Regions from separate parts of the Anas platyrhynchos genome. Here region 1 is linked to region 2. A link is a contact called in public Hi-C data. All regions are on one chromosome and are shown on one strand. The core of a region is the stretch at or near the end of the contact, and the rest is flanking DNA. Distances in the headings are between cores, read along the strand shown. Region 1 overlaps MMP17 (matrix metallopeptidase 17). Region 2 holds the start of PUS1 (pseudouridine synthase 1).

What was found. Hi-C and Micro-C count contacts between places; a contact is called where the count stands out from the background.
Region 1: a contact with region 2 is called in a Hi-C map of subcutaneous adipose tissue, with 3 times the contacts expected there. The contact joins the enhancer-like site here to the promoter of PUS1 in region 2. A contact is called at or near these places in 4 of 8 Hi-C or Micro-C datasets (liver, skeletal muscle and subcutaneous adipose tissue).

Annotation. Positions count from the first base shown.
Region 1 is chr16:12,844,449-12,850,593 of IASCAAS_PekinDuck_T2T, reverse strand. MMP17 (matrix metallopeptidase 17) reads left to right here. Exons shown (of 10, transcript XM_038187449.2): 9 at 409-666; 10 at 1,586-3,226. The coding sequence ends at 1,914. Among named protein-coding and RNA genes, the nearest start is that of ULK1, 20 kb to the right of the region's middle. Within about 2 kb of position 3,948, at least 3 of the 8 cell types and tissues checked have an H3K27ac peak or open chromatin away from gene starts, as enhancers often do. A contact at or near this core is called in subcutaneous adipose tissue, where this site is marked.
Region 2 is chr16:12,738,096-12,743,805 of IASCAAS_PekinDuck_T2T, reverse strand. PUS1 (pseudouridine synthase 1) reads left to right here and starts at 1,349. Exons shown (of 6, transcript XM_027470199.3): 1 at 1,349-1,501; 2 at 1,743-1,958; 3 at 3,244-3,381; 4 at 4,099-4,201; 5 at 4,474-5,171; 6 at 5,581-5,710. The coding sequence starts at 1,755. The coding sequence ends at 5,631.

The DNA.
Region 1 (6,145 bases), core at 2,699-5,198, 100 kb before region 2:
CCTCTTCACGTTTTCTAGAAAACCGAGGAAAAAGCCTGACATTTAAAGTAGGTGGGGTGAGACCCACAGGGTGCTGCAGAGAGGCTGCCATGCAGCAGGTCCCCAGGGAGATCTCATACAAGCAGAAAGCCCGTCCCAATGGCAGAGCGTGAAGTGGGAAGTGAGAGGTGTGGGCTCGTTCTCCCTGTGTGGCCATGGGGACCTTCAGCTCAGCAGCCTGGCACCAACCCAGCCGCTGTTCCAGGGCAGAGGTTCCCCGATGGGCTGCTCCCCTCTGACCCCTCCTCCAGTGCCAAGAGCTCACCCTGAGGATCATCACAACAGATAACAAAGCATCAGCTCGTCTGCAGGGGAGGCTGGCCTCAGCTGTGAAACTAACGCACTCGTGCTCCGTGCTTCTTTCCTCAGGAGACAGGTACTGGGTGTTCAAGGACAACAACGTGGAGGAAGGATACCCGCGGCCCATCTCGGACTTCGGGCTGCCGCCAGGAGGGATCGACGCCGCCTTCTCCTGGGCCCACAATGACAAGACTTATTTCTTTAAGGACAACCTCTACTGGCGCTACGATGACCACGAGCGGAGGATGGACCCCGGGTACCCCTCAGAGACCATTCTGTGGAAGGGAATTCCGAGCCCTTTAGATGATGCCATGAGGTGGTCAGACGGTGAGTCCGTATGCTGGTTCGGAAAAAAAAGAAAAAAAAGCAATGCCTCGTTCGCACTTGAGATACAGCCCTGTCTGCGGAGCCTGCACCGCTGAGCCCCAGATGTGCTGGCACTTTCCCTGTCTAAAAGCTGCAGAGAGGGAGGCAGGCTTTGAGCCAGAGCTCCCTCTGCTCACTAAAAGGCATTGTAAATTCAAGCAGGTAACAGAAATATCCTGGGTGCTTAATAATTTGATTTTACTAAAAGAGCACAGTTGATGTTGTTTTGTGGCAATTTTATCTTAATACCTGCTGGTTTGCTTTTCACCGAATCTGTTGTTGTTGGATTTTTTACCTAGATACATGAGACTGTAGACAAAAATATTTTTAAAGGAAGTGTTTTGCCCAGACTTAGCACTTGTTTTCCAGGGATGAAATTTCTCGGTGGCCCCTTCTCTCTGCAAAGACCACAAAAATATTGTCATAGGAGGTGTTTAAAAGCAGCCATTCACTCACAATAAAGCGGCGCTTCCACAGTTTATTTGCTGGCAACCTAGCAGTGTAACTGCAGCCACTAAACCAGGCACCGGAGGGACGTTTCCAGAGGCTTTCCAAATTTCAGATGCTGTTGGGCATAACTGGCCACCCATGCAGGGAGGATGAGTCAGGCTCAGGTTGTTTATCATCTGCAGCCTCACCATGCCCTGTTACAAGACTGGGATGTTGGTGGTGTGTGTGGCTGTGGGCTTTTAACCCTGCATTCCTGTAGTACCAGGGGATGCATCTGTCCCAGGACCTGCCACAGGAGCCAGCATCTCACCCCAGTTTGGCGGCTCGTGGCTCCATGGGGTGGGAGCGCTCCTTTGCTGCTCCCGGTGCTGTCGTCCTCCTGGGCCACTGTCCCTGCTCATCTCACCTCTGGGCTTTGGTCTCTTCCCAGGTGCAAGTTACTTCTTCAGGGGCAAGGAGTACTGGCGAGTGCTGGACAGTGAGCTGGAGGCCGAGGCTGGCTACCCGCAGTCCATCGCCCGGGACTGGCTGGTGTGCAGCGACATGCAGGCTGACTCCCCAGAAGCAGCCGGCAGCAGCAGGACTGGGGCGCGCTCCAAGCCCGGGCAGCACGACGAGAGCCGCTCGGAGAATGGCTACGAGGTCTGCTCCTGCACCTCGTCCTCTGAGTCCCTGCGGGCCTGCCCCATGCTCAGACTGTCTGCCAGCCTTGTGCTGGCGAGCGTGTGGACAGCAGCACTGGTGTGTGCAGCCCTATGACATCTCACCCCACAGGGAAGGCAGCGTTGCAGTGCTCCAGGGACTGGAGGTGGATGCGGTCCCGTGCCACTAACTGTTGTGAGCAGAAAAACATTCCTAGGAACATGCCGGTGAAGGTTTTGAATTCTCCATGAGAAGTGAACCGTGGTTGTTTTTTTTTCTTCTTCTTCTTTTTAATTTTAGTTTAAAGGTCTAATAACAGATTTTGAGTTCTGCACCTCCTTATTCCCCCATCCAGTTAAAATGAGAGCAGCCTAACATTGAATTTAGAAATGCCCCATATAGATTTGTTGCTTTGGATGTTAGAACACCACAGACGAGGGAGGGGAGTGCTGCTGTGATCAGATGAGGACAGCAGAGGTAGCAGCACCCCAGCAGGAAGGTGGCAGGGCTGTGGGAGCGGTGCAGTAGCTGCGCTGACATAACGTGCACATCCCATTGGATGTACTAGGTAGAGAGAAACTTTGACTCTCCTAAGATTAACTGCAAGGTGGTCGTTATTATGTCAAATCTGCTGTGGTAACTGATGTCTTGGTAACCTGTACCAGTTTCTACAGGTCAAAAACACCTTTGCCTTTCAGAAGGCAGTGCAACTTATCTTTGTGTCCAGGTCATTTGAATTTAACAATTTATCTAATAAACCTTGGCTGCCTACACACAGCTCTCCCGCTCCTCTGCCAGATCAAGCCTGCCACCTTCAGTAAGGTGCTGACTGTTCAGGCTCGGGCGCAGCCTTACCACCACGCAAGCAGCAACTTGCTGAGCTCAGCCTTACGGATGGGATGCGACTCCAGCCATCCCACCAGCCTAATCCCTTCACAGGAACTCCTTCACTCTTGGAGCTTCTGTTTCATGTTGTATTATGCTTTGGAAGGGATTGAGATGTACAGAGTTCAGTTGTGGTGCTGTCACACCTGGCTGTACCATGGAGGGTGGGCTGGGGTGGGAAGGGAGGGATGTGCTCCTCTCAGTGCCTCAGCCAAGGGCTCAGAGCAACAGAGGTAAGGTCAAGAAGTGCATTAGGATGGTCCTGGACTTTTACTTGCTCCTACAGCGAGCCCATGGTGAGCCCTGGGACAGCCTCTTGTCCCCAGGCCTTCGCTGCACTGGCACATCCCAGCCTGCTCAGACCATGGCTCCTGTTTCTCTTCTGAGGCCTGATGCAATTTCGGATCAGGCCCTTTTGGAGGCCCCCTTGGACATCTGTCAGTGCAGGAGGAGTGCACCATTGTCCCATGACTCCATCTGCAGATAATAAATAACATTTCAGTGGCTTTCAATGTTCCCTTGAAGAACATAGGTACAAAATATTGCTGTTGTGTCTCGTGTCTATTGGAATGGACGGAGGACTCGGCAGCCGTGAGCTGAAGGACAAAGCGTCCCCCTGCACCAGGGTCTGGCAGGCCCCTGGATAGCTCTGTGCTCCGCCGAGGATAAAGGCCCTGTTGAATGTCTCCATAAATTCAGCGCGTAAAGCAGTTGAAATCCACCCCAAGCGGTGCCTAATCACTTTGTCAACTGCAGTGTGTAACTGCGCTAGGTGACGTCCACTCCAGGCCCCCCTTGTCCCCTCTCTGTTCCTGCTGACATGGAGAATGTCCTGCTGCGCTGCCAGTGCAACCTGCTGGCCCACAAGCATGCTTGCAGTGGTGCCAGTACCCAAAGTGCCGGGCTGAAAGCTGAGGAGGACATGCACTGTGCCGCCGTCACAGCCCTGCCTCTAGTGCGGGCCCTGAGCTGGCAAAGCCGCCCCATGGCCACAGTGAGCTCCAGATGCGGGATGATCGCATCCCAGGACACAAATGGCAGCTGGAGAGCTTCCCCGGGAGGTCACGGGTTCACTGTGGGGCCAGAGGGGTCAGTGCTGCCTGAGGGTCACTGCCGGAGCCATGCAAGCAGATGTCCCTGGCACAAAGACACCACTGTACCGAGAGCTCTCGGCAGCAGGCGTGGAAGGAGCCGAGGGTTTGGGCCGTGCCGGGGCATCCCTGCAGTGTGGGTGGAGGGCAGGGTGGCTGGATGGCTCCTCCAGCCCCAGGAGGATGCGGAGATGCCTGTGGAGGTGGATGGGGCCATCGTGGTGCTGGGCAGAGCCCCCTTAAAACAGCGGGTTTGCCCCCCCATGGGGCTGCTGCGGTCCCGCCTGGTGGGGTTGAGAGCCCCGAGCATGCCAGAGGTTAAAACCACCGGGCCAAGACCACTGGGCAAGAGGGATTTTACCCCAAACCAGAGCTCGGCCTCGGGTGAGGCCTGAAGCCGGCCTAGCCCGGCCCCGCCGCCAGCGGGAGGCCCCGGCGCGGCCGCCGGAGGGCAGCAGAGCCCCGGCCGCGGCCCGGCGCCACGGAGAGCGATGGGGATAGCTGGGGGGAGCGAAAAAGAGAAAGGGGGAAGAGGAAAGGGAGAAAGGAAATGAAGAGGAAAGGAAAAAAAAAAAAAAAAAAAGAGAGAGAGAGAAAAAAAAAGAGAGAGAGAGAGAAGTAAACAGAGAAAAGGAAAAGTAAAAAGGAAAAGAAAAGGGTAAAAAAAAAGTAAAAGAGAAGAAAAAGGATAAAAGAAGAATAAAAAATAATAATAATAAAAAAAAAAATAAGAGAAAAAGATTTAGGAAAGAAAATGAAAAACTAAGTTGGGCAGGAGCAGTTTTCAAATGCCAAAGCCATGTCCATGCCTAGATTTAAAAAACAAGAATACCATTAAGTATAATTTATCTCGGACAAGACCCAGTGTTTAACAGCTTGAAAAACACAAAGCTGTTGAGAAGGAACTCCTCTTTACTTGCTGATTCAAATCATATGTCACACTTGTGTGTAACAGAAGGCTGCTGCCTCCCGAAGCCCCAGAATAGCTGAGGGGATGGCTGAACCCTTATCTCTGAGGGCTTTTCTCAAATGCAACTTTCTGATCTACGTGTATTGATAACGAAATTTCTCTCCTCAACCCCAAAGTTTAATCAGCAAATGCCCCTGCACAGCTGTGGGCCAGGAGAGCAGGCCCTGGGGATCAGCCCCATAGTTCAGGTGGAGCTCTTCCAGCCGGTGCCCCCTGCCAGGAGGTGGGTAGGTGTTCCTAGCCTCTTCTTGCCTTGCCACAGCCCCTGGAGGTGCCTTCTGCTTCTCAGATGGCAGGCTAGGAGAGGACAAATCCCAGAGCTGCCTCGAGCCCAGCCACCTTGCTTTTTCCATCTTCTCTGCCAGGCACATGTGGTGCATGAGCCAGGCTGAACCCAGAGCTGCTGGAACAGCAAGCCCGGGGGATGCCTTATCCAGGCAGGGGGACTCGTCCTGGCTCTCCGTGTTCCAGCAGTTCCTGGTAAGCCCAGTGCTGTGGATCGTTTCCTTGCTTTTCCCTGAAATTTCTAGACAGGGGGAGTTGGCTGGCCCTCGTGGGGCTGTAACAGGCCAGGAAGGGATTTAGGACAGCCAAAGCAGGGAGTACATGGCACTGCAATAGTCTCTAAGAAGGCAAGTTTGTGCTAAGAATAGGAGAGGCTATTAAAGCTGGATGGTATGTGGAGGATTTCTGTAGGCATGTGCTGGGGCCGTAAACTGGGAAGCAGTCTCCTGCAGTACAAGTTATTACTGGCCTCGTGGTACCAACAAGATTATTACAAGAGCTGCCAGAGCAGTTCCCTGTCCTTCACCCAAATTTCTGGTGTTTGGTTGGGAGAAAAAAAAAAAAAAGAATAATAAAACAAAATCCCAAACCTCTGGCAAGATTTATCCTGTCAACAGTGAAACTCTAACCTGATGTTGGGTTGCCAGCTCTGGTGGACTTGTTCTTCAATAATATAGAAGGTATCTGGGATGTGTTTTTTTTTTTTTTTTGTTTATGTGTGTGTGTTTTAATGGGCTTTGGGCTTGACTGCACACCCAAAACAGTCAAAAAATAATAATAAAATAAAAATAAAAAATAAAAGCCCAGTCCTGGCTTTTGCTGGAGACTACTGTCTGCTCCAAGCAGCTTTCAGCAAGCACAGCTTGGCAGAGGAAATGCTGGTCTTCTGCATCGACAAGGCCACTCTGTTGCGGTGGGGACCAGATGGGGAAAAACACTTCCAGGGGAGAGGCCTTCCCACCCCACATCTGAAAAGCCAAACCCAGCCAGTGTGTTGTGCAGCTGGAAACCTTGGGGGTGAGAGGGTCTCACTTGGGCTCAGATGTTCAGTGTGTTCCTGTCTCTTAGGACAAGAGGTGATTTGAAGGTGGGAGCACCTGTGATGCCTGCAGAAGCC
Region 2 (5,710 bases), core at 100-2,599:
TGTTGCCCTTAGAATGGATAAGGGCTGGGATAGCAAAGCTTTTTCCATCATGGGGCCATCCATGTAAGTGTTTCTCCTGTCATACCATTGTTTTATCCTATCTGCTGAGGCCTTCTTCCCTCTCTCGAAATGGGCCAAATTCAGCAATCACAGCAGGAAGGGAGGAGGAAGAGACGGTGTTGTACAGACAGGCAGCGTGACTGCACATGCTTCACTTCCTAAGGAAGCAAGGCAAAAAGGGATTCAGACGCCCCGGTCTAAGCAATACAGACATTTATATTCCTGTTTCCATTGGCAGCAGTGCTGCTATTTGACAGGCTATCTTTTATCACTTCTCTAAACAAAGTGCAGCTGGGAACATGTGATAAATCTTCCCTTGCCCCGTCCCGCTACTGAAATAACTCAGATGTGTCAGTTCAAAAAAGGATGTGCTGCATTTCTTCCCCTTATTAGCAGAAATAACAAGCCTGCGTTTGATAATCTGGCCTGCTTGGAATTGTCAACCATTCCATTTTCCATCTGAATGAATAAATGGAGCTTTCTTAGGCTAATCTCACAGCCATGCCAGGGGAGCAGCATCCTCTTTGGGTAGCTCCCTCCCATAAAGCACTGAAGCTCACAGCATAACAAAACAATTTCCAGGTGCATTTGGCTTTTTAGGAGGTACATGCTGGTGCCTGATAAGGGTGCCTATTGTACTAAGCTTTCCCATGAAGTACATCAGCGCAGATAAAACTTGTTGGAGGAGACATGAGCACAATGATTGCCTGAGAAAGCCGGAGGGAGGAAAACCTGACAGGAAAGTGAAAGCGTGGGGGCTTGTGCTCAACAGCGGGCGATGCTGGTGCGGGTGGCAGCTGCACCACGAAGGGACAGCGACCACTGCCCGGCAGGGACCCCTCTGGGAGGGCGACCTTGATCTTTAGTGAGTGACCCGTGCTTCACTGAGGTGTTTAGAATAGAGCAGTGTCATTAGGGCTGGGAGACCTTCGGGATTGGCTGGTCCCCACCACCGCCGTCCCCCACTAAACCATGTCCAGAGCACCACGTCCGACCTTTCCTCAGCACCCCCATGACGGTGATGCCACCACTTTTTGTTGTGTTTCACCGTGACTGAACTGCTGCGAGTGCTGCTGCTGCACCAAGCGGGTTTGTGAGGCACAAACTGTTCTGCTCCCACGGGCAGTGCTTATCGCAGGAACGCGCTCGTTCCTCTGCCTTTCCCCCTGCCTGGATTCCCAGCCCCTCACGCTCCCCACACGCGCTGGCTGCACGGAGCCTGTGTGCGAGCGGCCCCACGGCCACACGGCGCCAGGCGCCACAGGGGCTCGGCCGCGGGGCCCAGCGCCCGCTGAGGGCCCCCCCCGGCCCCGCGGCCCCCCCTCGGCGCCGCCCCGCCCCGCGCAGCCCCGGCCCCGGCCCCGGCCCCGGCGCCGCCTCGGTGCGGCCCCGCGCGGCCTCCGTAAGGCTCGGCCGGGCCCGCTGGGGCCGCGCCGGGCGGGTGAGCGGCGGGGCCGGGCCGCGATGCTGCGCTGGGGGGCGCGGGCCTGGGGCTGGGGCTGGGGCCGGGGCCTCGGGCTCGGGGCCCGGCCGCGTAACGTGCGTGGGGACCGCGGGGGGAGGGAGGCGGGGGGGGAGGCAGGGCCCGGGCCCCCCGCGCCTCAGCGGGGGCTCCTGGGGGCTCCCCGGGGCGGGCAGGGGCTGGCGGCCGGGCCCCCCCCCCTGAGCTCTGCTCCCCGCAGGTGGCTCCCAGCATGGCCGAGGGGCTGCGGGCAGCGGCTGCCAAGAGGCTGAGCGGCGGCGGCGAGGGGCCGGGAAGGCCGGAGGAGAACGGGCGGCAGAGCAAGAGGCTGAAGGGAGGCGGCGGCGAGGAGGAGGAGGAGCAGGGCAAGAAGTCGCCCAAGAGGAAGATCGTGCTGCTGATGGCGTACTCGGGGAAAGGCTACCACGGCATGCAGGTGCGGGGGCAGCACCGCACCGCGCCCGGCCGCCCCTGGGAGCCGCGGGGTTGGCAGGAGCGGGGGGGGGGCCTGGGGGCTGCGTCCCCAGCAGCTGCGGCGGGAACAAGCGGGTGCCGTGGCTCCTGGGGCCGAAGGCTGTGGTAGCAGCCGCACGTGGGGAGCTGCCAGCTGGACATCTGGTGTGTTCCAGGACCGCTGCCCTGCCTTCCAGCACACAGCATCAGCGGGCCTTTCTGAAGCTGTGCTGCAGACAAGGCTCTTGAGGCTGAAAGCACGGGCACTGCAGTTCTGTCAGCGCTTGATGTGCTGTCTCATGATCCCTCCCGACCCGTGCACCAGCTTCAGATTGAAGCTTCACACTTCAAAGCAGTTGGGCAGAGTTTTCCTTAGGTCAGACCTCAGGTGGTCTCGCTGTGTTCTGCAAAATGTGTAGGTCCTGGAGAACTGAGCTGTGTATTTACATGAAACAAATTGCTGTATGTGTTGACAGCTATTGGATTTATGAAAAGGTTGTTTGTACTCAAAAACATTGTAAATTGTCCCTTTTCTGGTGCACTCAATAGGGTGACATGTAGCAATTTAGGAGCAGGAAAACTGCTGTGAGATTGTTACACTTGCACGTGGCATGCTGCTTTGTTGCAGCAGCAAAGTGCCCCAGACTTGCTCATGCAGGAATGGTCTCGTGGTACAGCCTTAGCAGCAACAGCGTGGTTTTGCTCCATCTGCTGCTCCTCTCAGCATACTGCACGCTCTATACACATTCCTGAGGTGTAGTTTAAAAGCTCTACAGGATAACTGGTAATGGTTGAACACAGAAGAATTTTTCATGCTTACACAGCAAAGTAGCTTTGTTCAACAGCAGTGAACAACATGCATGGGCATGTCTGTAGAAGTGCATTTCAGCTTTACTGCGTTCACACCAAGTGGTGTGTGTTGGAGGGTGTGCCAAGCAGCCTTCCTGAGGTAGAGTTGCATGTTTCTGTCATAGTTCATCTACAAGTTTAGTGCAGAAGTTGCTGGAGCAAACAGTAGTCTGAGTTATGTAACAGCTTGGGCTACCTGACCAAAAGAGTCCACTAATTTCTGGAAGCCCGATTTGCAGAGGCCAGGTTTGGAACAGCAGCTGTTACTGTTGCAGGCACTGGCAAATAATTTAGGGTTATGAAGGGAAGATTTAAAAAAGATTGCATGGTGATATTCAATTAACATTTTTTCAATTATGTTCTTCAGAACAGTTACCCCGTTATTACTATTTGTTTTCTGATTTTATATTCTCTTCTAGAGGAATATGGGATCTTCACAGTTCAAGACAATTGAAGACGACTTGGTATCCGCCCTCGTTCAGTCAGGCTGCATCCCAGAAAACCATGGAGAAGACATGAAGAAAATGTCTTTTCAGCGGTGTGCTCGAACAGATAAGGTACATTGGTTAGGGCCTGTGCTCTCATAAAATGTGGTCTGTTCCCACCAGTGCTGTTGTGATTGCCTGGTAAAGCATTGTTTAGCATGAGATCCAACAGCAAATCCTATTTGCAGTGAATGTTACTTGAAACTTCTGCCTTCATTCATTACTAAATTTAAGTAAAAAGCGAATATTTAGAAAGAGTGAGATACTGGTTATATGGTGTTTGTAAAGCTGGTGCTTCATACTTACACTGTGTCTCTTTGCATTGCTGTCACATTCATCTGCTCCAGCTTGCCAACCTGTTGCTGCTCCTCACTGCTCTTGCTGCGTGGTTGATGCAGAGCTTGGAAATGTAACTGCATCACCATTGATTTTCAACCCTGCCACAGCAGGATTCTAAGTCTGAACTGGAATTCATGGCTGATCTTATGTACAAGTCATTTCTTTTCTGCTGGTGCTTTACTTACTAGTCAAATACAGTGAGATATGTCAGGAAAGGGAGTGCAATATTACGCTCTCTAAGATTGCTAAGGTGCTGGGTGGCCGTACAACACCAGCAGGTCTTCCAGGAGTACTCTCACTTGGATTTCTGCCTGTGACCTTGCATTTGCCTTTCTGCAGCCTGAAATGACCAGTGCAAAAAACTTGTTCTTTAGCTATTTCAGTTCAAGTGCTATCCTAGACCTTCCAAGGTACATAATTATCTGTGTATGTGCTTTATGATTTTTATAGGGTGTGTCTGCAGCTGGACAGATTGTGTCACTAAAGGTCAGGCTAATAGATGACATCTTAGAAAAGATCAATAACCATCTTCCTTCTCACATCAGAATTCTGGGTAAGGATGCCAGAATGGGCAAAGAAAACTTTTCAAAGAGAAGCCTTCTCCTGCACAAAGTCTCTCCCTTACTATTATAATTTTCCTCAAAAGCAGTTTAGTTTTAACAAGAATCTATGTTTCTGCTATTTTGAAATTAGTGTCCTATAAAATAAATCTTTGTATATTTGAATTGCATTTTATTTAAAAAAATACATTTGTTGGTAAAGTTGAAATCACAATTGGGTTATGGCCTACTGATTCAGAAATTTAACATCTCTTTTTAAAATAAGGGCTGAAGAGAGTCACTGGGGGATTCAACTCCAAGAACAAATGTGATGCCAGAACCTACTCCTACATGCTGCCAACATTTACCTTTGCCCATAAAGACGAGGATGTGCAAGAAGAGGCGTATCGACTGAACAACGAGACCCTTGAAAGAGTCAACAAGCTGCTTGCTTGCTATAAAGGAACACACAACTTCCACAACTTCACGTCTCAGAAGGGACCCAAGGACCCCAGCGCCAAGCGGTACATAATGGAGATGTACTGTGGAGAGCCCTTTGTGCGGGAAAACGTCGAATTTGCAGTGATCAAAGTGAAAGGCCAGAGTTTCATGATGCACCAAATAAGGAAGATGATTGGGCTGGTGATAGCTATCGTGAAAGGTTATGCTGCTGAATCTATCATAGAGCGCAGCTGGGGAGAGGAGAAAGTAGATGTCCCCAAAGCTCCCGGACTCGGTCTGGTCTTGGAAAGGGTACACTTTGAAAAGTACAACAGACGGTTTGGAAATGATGGACTGCATGAGCCTCTGGAGTGGACAGAGGAGGAGGAAAAGATTGCTGTTTTCAAAGAGCAGTATATCTATCCTACTATTATTAACACAGAAAGGGAGGAGAAATCCATGATGAACTGGCTAAGCACCCTCTCCATCCATGACTTCAACTCTTCTGCTGCTGAGGTGCAAGCTAACAACAAAAATTCAAAGGTAATGATTGAAGCCATTGTTGTTTTCAAACAGAAGCTGCAAGTTAAAATGGCTCTTCCCTTACTAATGTTTTTGTTTTCCATGAACAGACTGTGGAAGAGGACAGCCATCTGGAGTATAAAATGTTTTTATTTTTTCAGTCTGCACGGTCTTGATGTTGGTGGAATGAATTAGACATCGGGTTACTTATGCAGATTTTTGCATAGGGCAGTTGAGGGAAGGAGGAAGGAAGGAAGGAATGCTTTGAAACACTGGCTGATTTGACTGCAGAGTCATACACTGGCAAATCTCGCTGCATTTTCCAATGCTTCTGGGGAGGTTTAAAGTCAATGGTCAGTGTCTTTTGACTTAGGTCCGTCTCTGGCTATATATGAAATACTGACAAACTGTTTTCCATTTTCCATTTCAGAACAGCAGCGATCTTGAAGGCAGTGATGGTTGTGGTGATGATTCTGACTGAACCAATAAGCGTCTGGACCTGGGACCCTTACTGCCTGCAGCTCACTTTGTCTACAAACAAGTGGCCTTCCTAGTCCAAG